Linked DNA regions of Mus musculus: region 2 is linked to region 1. Evidence: chromatin contacts called from public targeted proximity ligation data. All regions are on one chromosome and are shown on one strand. The core of a region is the stretch at or near the end of the contact, and the rest is flanking DNA. Distances in the headings are between cores, read along the strand shown.

Region 1 (4,811 bases), core at 1,595-4,094:
TGGGCGGGGCATGTGCAGACATAGGCCTCAGGTGAGAGGGGTAGGGGGAGGGGATGGAACCAAACAGAGGCAGAAATACCGGGGTGGGGGTCGGGTGCTTTAGCAGACACCCAAGCTGCTATCACTGATGGTCAGGAAGGCTGGCACACACAGCCTTACCTGAGACCCCTTTTAAAAGCAGCCACATTCCTCTGCCCAAGCCAAGAGTTTAAAGTAGAGGAGCAGGCACAGGCCTGGAGGGGGAACAGGCAGACCCTGGGGATACAGGTTGAGCAGGGAGGGAGGCGCAGTGAACAAAGCAGGCTGAAGGGCGTGTGCAAGGCCCATCCTCACCGGTAGATGAGGGTCTCATCCTCGCTGCTGTTGTACTGGATTTGGAACATCCACACTGGGTCAGCTGGCCGCCCCAGGCCCCAGCTCACCAGGCCAGAGGTGGCAGTCACCTCCGTCACTTGCACTGCTGGTTCAGATTCTAAAGTTCCCTCGCCTTCGGCAGCAGTTCTAGCAGAAGCAGCAATGTCCGAAGGCCCAGGACGGCCCCCCTCAGCACTGGTGTTCCCACCATGGGGCAAGGCCAGTACCCGGAGCTCCACTCGGGCTGTGGCCTCACCAGCAGGGTTGGTGGCAATGCAGGTATAGGCTCCTGCATCTCCAGCGCCCGTCACCCCAATCTCTAGGGTCCCATTGGGGAAAGCCCAGGCTCGAGAAGAGTTGCCAACCAGCCTGTCATCAGGGCCAACCCAGTGCATGGTAGGTACAGGGTCACCAAGGGCCCTGCACCGTAGGGTGGCCCGCTGGCCCTCTAGCACCCACAGGCGCTGTGTGTGCCGGGCAATCAGCGGAGGCTCACAGGAGAACTCTCCCTCAGGCACTGCCCAGAAGTAGCGGCCTGCCAGGGTTGGTGGAGAAGCGCAGGTTTCCAGGTCATCGGGCCGGGCCAGCCGCCGCAGCCACAGCAGCTCACAGTTGCAGTGCAGTGGGTTCCCGCTGAAACTCAGCACCAGGGGAGAAGGTGAGGCCTCAGCATCCCGGCCTCGGGAGAAGAGTGGATCAGGTGCCAGGGTGGCCAGGCGGTTGGAGGTGAGGTCAAGGCGGGAGAGCTGGCTGAGCTGAGCAAAGACACCTGGGGGTAGTGCATCGATGAGGTTATGGTCCAGGTTCAGGGTATGCAGGGCAGGCATGGAGCCTATGCCAGCCCAGGGAACCTGCCGGAGGTTGTTATAGGACACATCCAGGTCCTCGAGACTGTCAAGGAAGTCGTCGAAGGCCCCGGGGGCGATGCGGCCCAGTTGATTGCCACTGAGAATGAGATGCTGGAGGTTGACAGGCCCCCGTAGGCTGCTGCTGCCCAGCTCCACCAGCCTGTTGCCATCCAGGTGCAAGGAGCGCAGGCTCTCCAGGTCCCCAAAGGAGCGAGCCCCAATGCGGGTGATGGCATTTCGAGACAATGTTAGGTCCACCAGCCCTGTCATGTTGCGGAAGTCAGGTGGTCCCAGGGCCTGGATGAAGTTGTCGGCCAGGCGCAGTTCAACTGTGCGCCTGTCCACGTTGGGTGGCACAAACAGCAGGCCTCGGTGGGCACAAAGGGTGCTGAGTGACTCCGACAGGTTCTGGCACACACAGGGTAGCGGGCAAGCAGCGGCTCCACTGGCCAGCAGCAGCAATAGGAGCGGCGGGGCCATGGTGAGTGCCCTGTGGGAAAGGGCCGCAGCCCCAGGCACAGGTGGGGCTAGGGCACGTGCCCACTTGTGCCCAGGGCACAGTCCCAGGAACCAGTTTCCAGAGTCTGAACTGGGGAAGGTTTGGGTAAGAGGCTCACAGAGGACCCCAGGGAGAAAAGATGGCTGGGGCTGCAGACTAGGGCCCCCCAGAGTAAAGGTCACATTTCCCAAGCAGTTGAAGGGAGTCCAGGTACTGGGAACAAGGTGAGGCCTGAGGCAGGAAGTGGAGGAGGGCCAAGAGCAGGGAGGGTCCGGGAACTTCCTTCTGGCATCCTCTGGAATGGCCAGCCCCCTCCCCCCTCCCTGCCTTCCTCTTCGTGGCTGAGGATGGCGTCCCCCAAATCCCTGGCGTGGACTGTGGCTCCTCCCCGGGCGGGCCTCCCTCTGAGCCCTGTCGGGGCGGGGGAGGGGGGGCTCACCTGGTGTCCGTCGCTCAGGGGGCGCGGGCTGGCCTCCCCGCGGACCCAGCCGGCCCCTGCCGACTCCAGGCCGCTCTCTCGCGGGGGCGAGGCCGGGCCCGCCAGCCGCGCGCCCTCCGGCCCATGGCGCTCGGGCCCTCGGCCCCGGCTCTCTCGGCTCCCGGCACCTTTTCTCCGCGCCGTTCGCGGTGGCGGCGGCGGCGACAGGCAGGCGGGTGCGCGCTGGCGGACGCGCGCGCCGCGAACACGCACGTGGAAGGTGGACCGGGAGGGGCACAGGGATCCACCCGGGCCCCAGCCGGGCTCGGGAGGTCACGGGGACACGCGGCCACTGCAGCGCCCACGGGTGGCGCCCAGTCACGCCCGAGGCCCAGCCAAACCCTCCGCTCTGCCCCACGGCGCTGCCGCAGCGCACTCACCCTGGCACGGACGCGCGCGCCCTCGGCCACCCTGGCGCCCAAGCATCCTGCAACCGCTCAGGCGGGCGCCGCGGCTCTGCAGACAACCAGACAAAGCGCCAGCTCTAGGCCTCTTTACCATCTCCCAGAGACGGGTCTTTGTCACATGTCTCTGGGCACCCTCCCCAACACGCCCACATATGCCCACACACCCACACGTCCCCGCACCCACGGGCAGGGCCGGGTGCAAACCCGCACTGTTACTGGGACCCCCGCGTTCGCAGACACACACTGAAGGTCACAACCGTTCTGCATCACCGCGTCACGTGAAGAATCCCCCACAGGCCCGGGCCCTTTGGGGGGGGGGGTGCGGGCTGGGGTGGCGCCCCCAACAGGGCTTCTGCGGGTGGGGCCTGAGGGCTTGGCCAGGGGACTGGCGTCGTGCCCCGCCCCACCGCGCCCCTCCCTTCTCTGCTCGGTCTCCCTCCCGCCCTGCCGGGCGCTCCCCAGCCAACCGGCCTCCGCCTCCGGCTGGATTGGTCTGTGCTGCGCGGTTTCCCAGCAGGCTGGCTGTGGCACGCTGTTTGAAGCTGTGCGTCAGTGGTCCTCTCCGTGTCATAGCTCCGCCTTCCCTCTTCCAGAGGGGCCGCCTCCTCGGGAGTGTAGTCCGAACGGTCTAAAATGTGAGGTGGACTCAGAACCAAGTTGGGTATCGTGTTTGTCTCCCAGGAGTGCTTTCACTTAGTTGGGACAGGAAGTTACCACCTCCTGCGGGGCATCTTCTCGTCCCAGGCTACCTGGACCCCATCTTGCTCTTCCCCTCCCTCCATACCTGACTCTAAGGAGTGCGTGGGTGGCAGGAACTAGGGGAGAAAGAGATTGGATTTTAGTCCTGCCTGGTACAGCTGCCCAGCCTTGAGCAAGTTACTTAACTACAGAAGCGCTTTTCTCATGGAGACCCAGGGCTGTTAATTGCCTGTACCATTCACACCTAAGGAAACCCTGCAGCTTGAGGGGCCTAAGTCCTTGCAGCTGGAAGCCAATGCTTGGTTTGTTGCTGGGACACCCCAGCTGTTGCAAAAATAATTTGGATCTTTGGTCATCTGTGATATGAGGTGGTGGCAAGTACTTCTTTTTCTTTCTCTAGAGTTTCCATTCACTCCAAATATACACGTATTCTAGTATCTGCCATGTGGTAGCCTGTTGTGGGAGCCAGGTGGTTCCTGGCCCCATTCCTACTGCCAGGGAGCTTCCCAGCAGAGGCAATGGTGGGAGGTCCAGTAGTCGCAAAGGGGAGGAATTTGCGTGGTGGCTGGGGACTTCGAGGGTCCTTCTCACCCTTATGCAGTTCTTCAGATGGCTTTACAGTTAAGTGCCATGCTTTGGTCCCTTTTAGGGGAGGGTGCATGGGCAAGTTTCCAGGAGACGAGCAGATGCAAGGCCCACACACCCACACAGATAGCTGGGTCCTGCTTTGTAATCATTAATGACTTCCTATCAGAAGCTGGTGGGCAAGGGTGACTGTGTAGAGGCAGCTTGGGGGAAATGTGTGGATTGAGCAGAAGAGATTAAGAGTACAGGATTGGTCATGAGACAGGGGTCCAGCATGCCCAGCCACACAGGAAAAGATGGGTAGGCAGGGTAGAGGGCAAGGTATCCATCTGGCAGATAGGCTGGGAGCATGGGATGCAGGGCTTGCTGAGCTCCATGGGGAGTGCAGATGTACTAGAGATGGTTCCACTTGGCTCCAGAGACAGAGACTGTCATAGGAGCAGCAGGTCCTGATCAGGATATCCTAAGGACAATAGCATGTGAGAAGTGGAAGGGTAGAAGAAGAGGTCAGGAAAGAGTGTCTAGGTGGGAGCTGTTAGCAAGAAGATGGGAGGATGCCTTTGGAATTAGCAGGAGGTGGCCTCGTGAAAATTGCTTCAAGAAGCGTGGTTGGCAGGGGTTAAAGGGTGGTGTGTGCTGCTCCCGGAGCTAGGTTCTAGGCCTTGGGAGGTGTTAGATCTTAGTGTGTGGACTGAATCACAAGGGGATGGCATTGGCATATGTTCTGGGGTGAGTAAAGGCGGAGGGTGTGCGTCTAGCCCCTGGCAACTCCAGGGATTGCCGGAATGCTGGTGAGGTGGGGGAAGCCTCAGCGCTCCAGAGGAGCACCCGAGTCTCCCATTCCCTCCCTTAAGCTGCCCAGTGACCCCTCCGCCTCTGTCTTGCAGACCAACATCCCCTTCCTGCAGAATGTTCTCAACAACCAGCAGTTCCTGGCAGGC
Region 2 (4,811 bases), core at 1,513-4,012, 300 kb before region 1:
TTTACCATATACCCTTGGCTGGTCTGGAACTTGCTATAGAGATCAAAGTGGTTTTGAACTTCCATTGATCCTCCTTCCTTAGCCTCTCAAGTCTGAGTTCCAGACACAAGTCATCATACTCTGTTTTGTTGTTATTGCTACTGTGTGTGTGCATGTTGTGCATGTGTGTGGCTACGTGTGCCATAACACATGTGTGAAGGTGAGCAGACAACTTTGAGGTTTGTTCTCTCATTCTACATTTACACTGGTTCCAGGACCTAACTTAGCTCTCCAGTCTGGAGGGTCCTATTTATTAGGGACAAAGTCAATATATATTCAGGCTGGTCTCAAACTCACCATCTTCTTGTTTCAGCTACTCAAGCACTGGGATTACAAGTTTCTGGCACCAGAATGAAGGTTGCAGGTTCTTACTTCCTTTCCAGATTCTCATGACCCTGTTCTGAGGAGCAGCACTTTTCCAGGGACCTTTAAGGTCGTGTAGTCCAGCCCTGTCCCAGCCCCAGCCGCAACCTGCTTTTCAGAGTTTTTGCAGAGGTTAAGATTCCAGCTTCAGTCTTCTGGACCTCAGCTACACCCACCCTCCCAGATGCAACGCGCATGTGTTCCTGTACCCTAAGTCAACCGCTTGTGAATTACAGCTTGTGATGTCTGGTAGTCCTCACGTTGGTACTGAAGTGTTGTATGACTGAATCTGAGAGCTACTTCTATTAATCCCGTCCAGTGCCTTGGGCAGGTTTCTTATCCTCTCTGGGCCAGCATTGGCGAACAAAGATGATGTGCAAAGCTCTGGAGTAGGGTAGAATCTTAGTCTGCTGACTCTACCATTCGCTGGAGTCTTCTGTCTCATTTGCTCTCCAGGCATCCTCTCAAGCCCTTTGTCTCATTTCTCTTCTGCCCTCTACCTGTTACCTTTCCTTTTCTGGTTTCTCAGGTGCACTACTGTCTTCCAGCACCTCCTGGCTTATAGCAGCTGCGCTCAGCCTCTAGAGAGGGATGGACAGGACAGGGAAAGTTAGGGGACTGGATCAGGCTTAGTGCTCTCTGGCTTTCAGCTTCCGTCCTAAGCTTGGACCGGACCTGTGGAAATACATAGGGAAAAGGAAGAACTGTGCATCCAGAGTGTGAAGCAGCCAATGTTCAAGCACATTTAGCAAAGTCGGCCTGGGGGAATAGGCACCCCCTCCCCAAAATACTTCTTTTGAAGGGCCCTATGCAAATAAAATAGAAAGATGGTTTCATTGGTTAACTTGCTATATAATCATGGGGTCCTAGTTCAGATTCCTGTACCTAGTAAGCCAGAGTCTTGTAAAGAGACTTTCTAAATACCTATAACTCCAGCTCCAAGGAATTTGATGTCTTCTCTGGATCCAAACCACACAGGCACATACACCTCCTTCCAGCTACACACACACACACACACACACACACACACACAGAAGGCTTTGAGCTAGACAGATGGCTCAGTTGTTAAGAGCACATATTGCTCTTATAGAGGACTAGATTTGATTCCCAGCATTCAAGTCCAATGGTCCATAAACTCCCATAACCCCAGTTCCAGGAGATCGAATGAATGCTTTCTTCTGGCCTGAGGGCACTGCCCTTGTGCACAAACCATACTCATCCACATACATAATACACATAACTAAAAAACAGAAATCAGGGGCTGGTGATATGGCTCAGCAGTTAAGAGCACTGGTTACTCTTCCTGAAGACCTGGTTTTAATTTCTAGTATGCATGTAGTGGCTTACATTTGTAACTCCAGTTCCAGGGGTCTGATTCCTCTTTGGCCTCTATGGACACCAAACATCCACATGGTACACAGACATATACACAGACAATGTATATACAACAAATTAGCCGGTTATAATGGTTCACACTCTTAATTCCAGCACTTGGCAAAGTAGAGGAAGGTGGATCTCTGAGTTTGAGGACAGCCTGGTCTATATGAAGGTTCTAGAATAGCCAAGGCTACATAAAGAGAACTCTCCAAATAAAAAAATAAAACCTTAAGTAAATTTAAAATTTGTATTTCTCGTTAAAGATAGGGTTTCTGTGAAGCTCTAGCTGTCCTTGAATCACTCTGTAGACCAGGTGGGCCTTGAACTCAAGAGATTAAAGGCATGCAAGCACCACTCCTAGCCCCCTGCATTATGAGTTTTAAGTATGAAACAGCACCTGGGTCGGTCAGTCATTAAAATATTCTTGCTCCTGATTTGGACTGAAGCCATGGTTCTCAACCTTACAAATGTTGCGCCCCTTTAATACAGTCCTCATGTTGTGGTGGTGCCTAACCTTAAATCTGTTTTTTTTGTTGCTACTTGAAAATAGTGACTTTAGTATTGTTATGAGTCATAATGTAAATATTCTTTTAGTGGTCTTAGGCAACCCCAAAGGGACTACAACCCCCGGTTAAGAAGCTCTGGACTAGAGGCTGTGCTGATTGAGGTCCTAAACAGGGGTGGCAAGGATGAGAACAGAGGCAAAGCTGACAATCCCCTCTTCTCTGCTAACACCCAAATAGCTCATCTTCAGGAAACGTAACCAGTGTTCCATCGGTTTCTAGAGCAGAGAGCAGGGCGTCAGCTTAGGGCAACAGGATGAGTAAGAATCCACTCCTCCTGAGATAGTGAGGATTTCTGGCAGCAGGCAGTACTTCTCTGGTCACATGGTTAACCTAGAGTTGGGACAAATGCCAGCCACAGGCCATCTGGAGGCTTCAGCATGGGAGGTTGGTCTTGGTTATTGGGGCCAAGAGGTCAGAGATGCCCAGGCTGTTCCCAGGAACTGCTCTAAGTCTGTTTACTTTTGGGGAGGTCCTTTAGCCTTACCACATAAAATACTTACACATCCATTAAAGTTTGCTTTGGGGATAGGGGTTGGAGGACTGTATAGATGGCTCACTGGTTAAGAGCACTGGCTCTTCCGAAGGTCCTCAGTTCAATTCCCAGCAACCACGTGGTGGCTCACAGCCATCTGCAATGGGATCAATGCCCTCTTTCTGGCATGCAAATATGACAGAGCACTTGTATACATAAAAAAGTGTCCAAAAACTACCCTCTGACCTTTACAAGCATGGAACTCCACATGGTTACAAAAACAAGAGACTCCTCCAAGCTGCCCTGTAACCTCCACAGGTCAGAAGTATGCCATGGTATATGTACACGCCTGCAATCACATGTAAAGTACTTTTAAAATTTAACTTCATCGAGCAAGTGTTGCTTTTTGACATTAAGAAAGCTAGTAAGTATACAGGCTTGTACCACAGATGTTTCTGTCCAGAGTGGTGGGGCAGGCACTTCCTAGTTTTAGCAAGACATCAGCATGTCTATATGACCTTCTGACATCCTCTTAGATAGACATACACATACACCAAAAATGAAAGGGGTTAGTTTTTGTTTTTAAAGTCTTTTTATTTAAAAACAAAAACAAAAAAGAAAACCAAATCAAAATATTTCCCATTGGAGGCTATTTCTTTTTTTGTCTTTTAAAAATTTTATTACACAAATATCTCCCATTCCCAAGTGTCAGAAGAAAGACATCTTTGCTCTTTCTAAAACCAAGTGGGAAACTTTTAGAAAACAAAGTCCAACTAGCTTTCTTCCTTCCCTGACCCAAAATAATGCCAATGTGTCAGCTGGTGGCCTAAGACTCATTCCCTTAATGCTTACATTTAATTTAAAAATCTTAGCACAACATTGGAGATCGACTCTAAATAAGCAACAAAAAATATATATTTACAATATTTCCCACCCACCCCCAAAAAACCAAACCCTTTAAACATAGTGACTTTAGGAGTTTTATTTATTGAGCAGTTATTTTTTTAATCACCAAGTGATTTTATATTATATATATATAATTATATATATATAATTTTCTTCCTTTCCTTTGTGTTTTTTTGCCCCAGTATGTGGAAAGATGAAGGCAGAGGTCAGGTCCTGCAGTCTGAGGCCAGGCTCTGGCAAGACTGCAGCTAAGAGTAGATGCAGGACTATGAACTCGCATGTTCTACGTCCTCGGAGACACTTCTCTCTTTTTGCAAGGACCAACTCTCACCTCTAAAAACCATTCTCCCTCATAGTCCTAAAGAAAAGACCCAGCAAGGGCGTCAGTCCATCTGCCACCACCCTGAGCTCCCTTTTCCACTGACAAATTTCTGTGCGGTAAAATGCTTGCTTTTTCTAAATTCAAATGCAAAGACCAAAACCCAGACAAGCCATCAGCTTAGAAATTTCTGTGGATGAACTGTCCCAAAGGGCAGAGGCACTCTCCCGGCACAATCCCTGCTCTGAAAGGGTCTCTCCACCTCCCCTTTCATAAAAAGACAACAAACAAAACTTAGTAATTTTAGTATTTTCCACAGGAGCAACCAAAAAGAAAAAAAGTCAGGAAGCTTCTAATTATAGGTCATTAATAGTATTAATAAGGTTTTTGCTCAACACCCAGGGTTCTTTACAGAAGTTCCCCCAACTGAGGCACTCTGGAATAAGTCACTGGCGTTTCCTCAACATTTCAGGCCCAGGATTCTGGGACCTGAAGACCAATGGAATGGCAGAGGGTCAAGGGAGCAGACTGCTGTTTTTAAGGTGCAGCCAAGAGAAATCAGCAGATTGGAAGAAACAATGCCATCCCTTGCCAGAAACCCAGTTTTCCTGGAAAAAGTCTGGTTATTGCCAGGGTCAAAGCTGGGCTGAGTGGCAGAGGGGACACTTCTGCCTCTATTGCTTTGGCAGTGGCAAGGGTACAGTTAGCATCTCTCCTTGGGCGGTTCACACTTCAGACTCATGGTGCCCGGGCTCTGTCCCCTCTTGAT

What was found.
Region 2: a contact with region 1 is called in a targeted proximity ligation map of pancreatic cancer cells. A contact is called at or near these places in 2 of 39 promoter capture datasets (the HPC-7 cell line and hippocampal neurons) and 1 of 130 datasets of targeted methods (pancreatic cancer cells).

What each region holds. Positions count from the first base shown.
Region 1 is chr19:4,612,823-4,617,633 of GRCm38.p6, forward strand. Lrfn4 (leucine rich repeat and fibronectin type III domain containing 4) reads right to left here and starts at 2,845. Exons shown (of 3, transcript NM_153388.4): 1 at 2,141-2,845; 2 at 334-1,692. The coding sequence starts at 1,682. Pcx (pyruvate carboxylase) reads left to right here. Exons shown (of 20, transcript NM_008797.3): 11 at 4,758-4,811.
Region 2 is chr19:4,312,754-4,317,564 of GRCm38.p6, forward strand. It overlaps Kdm2a (lysine (K)-specific demethylase 2A), which reads right to left. Exons shown (of 21, transcript NM_001001984.2): 21 at 3,391-4,811. Among named protein-coding and RNA genes, the nearest start is that of Grk2, 8.9 kb to the left of the region's middle.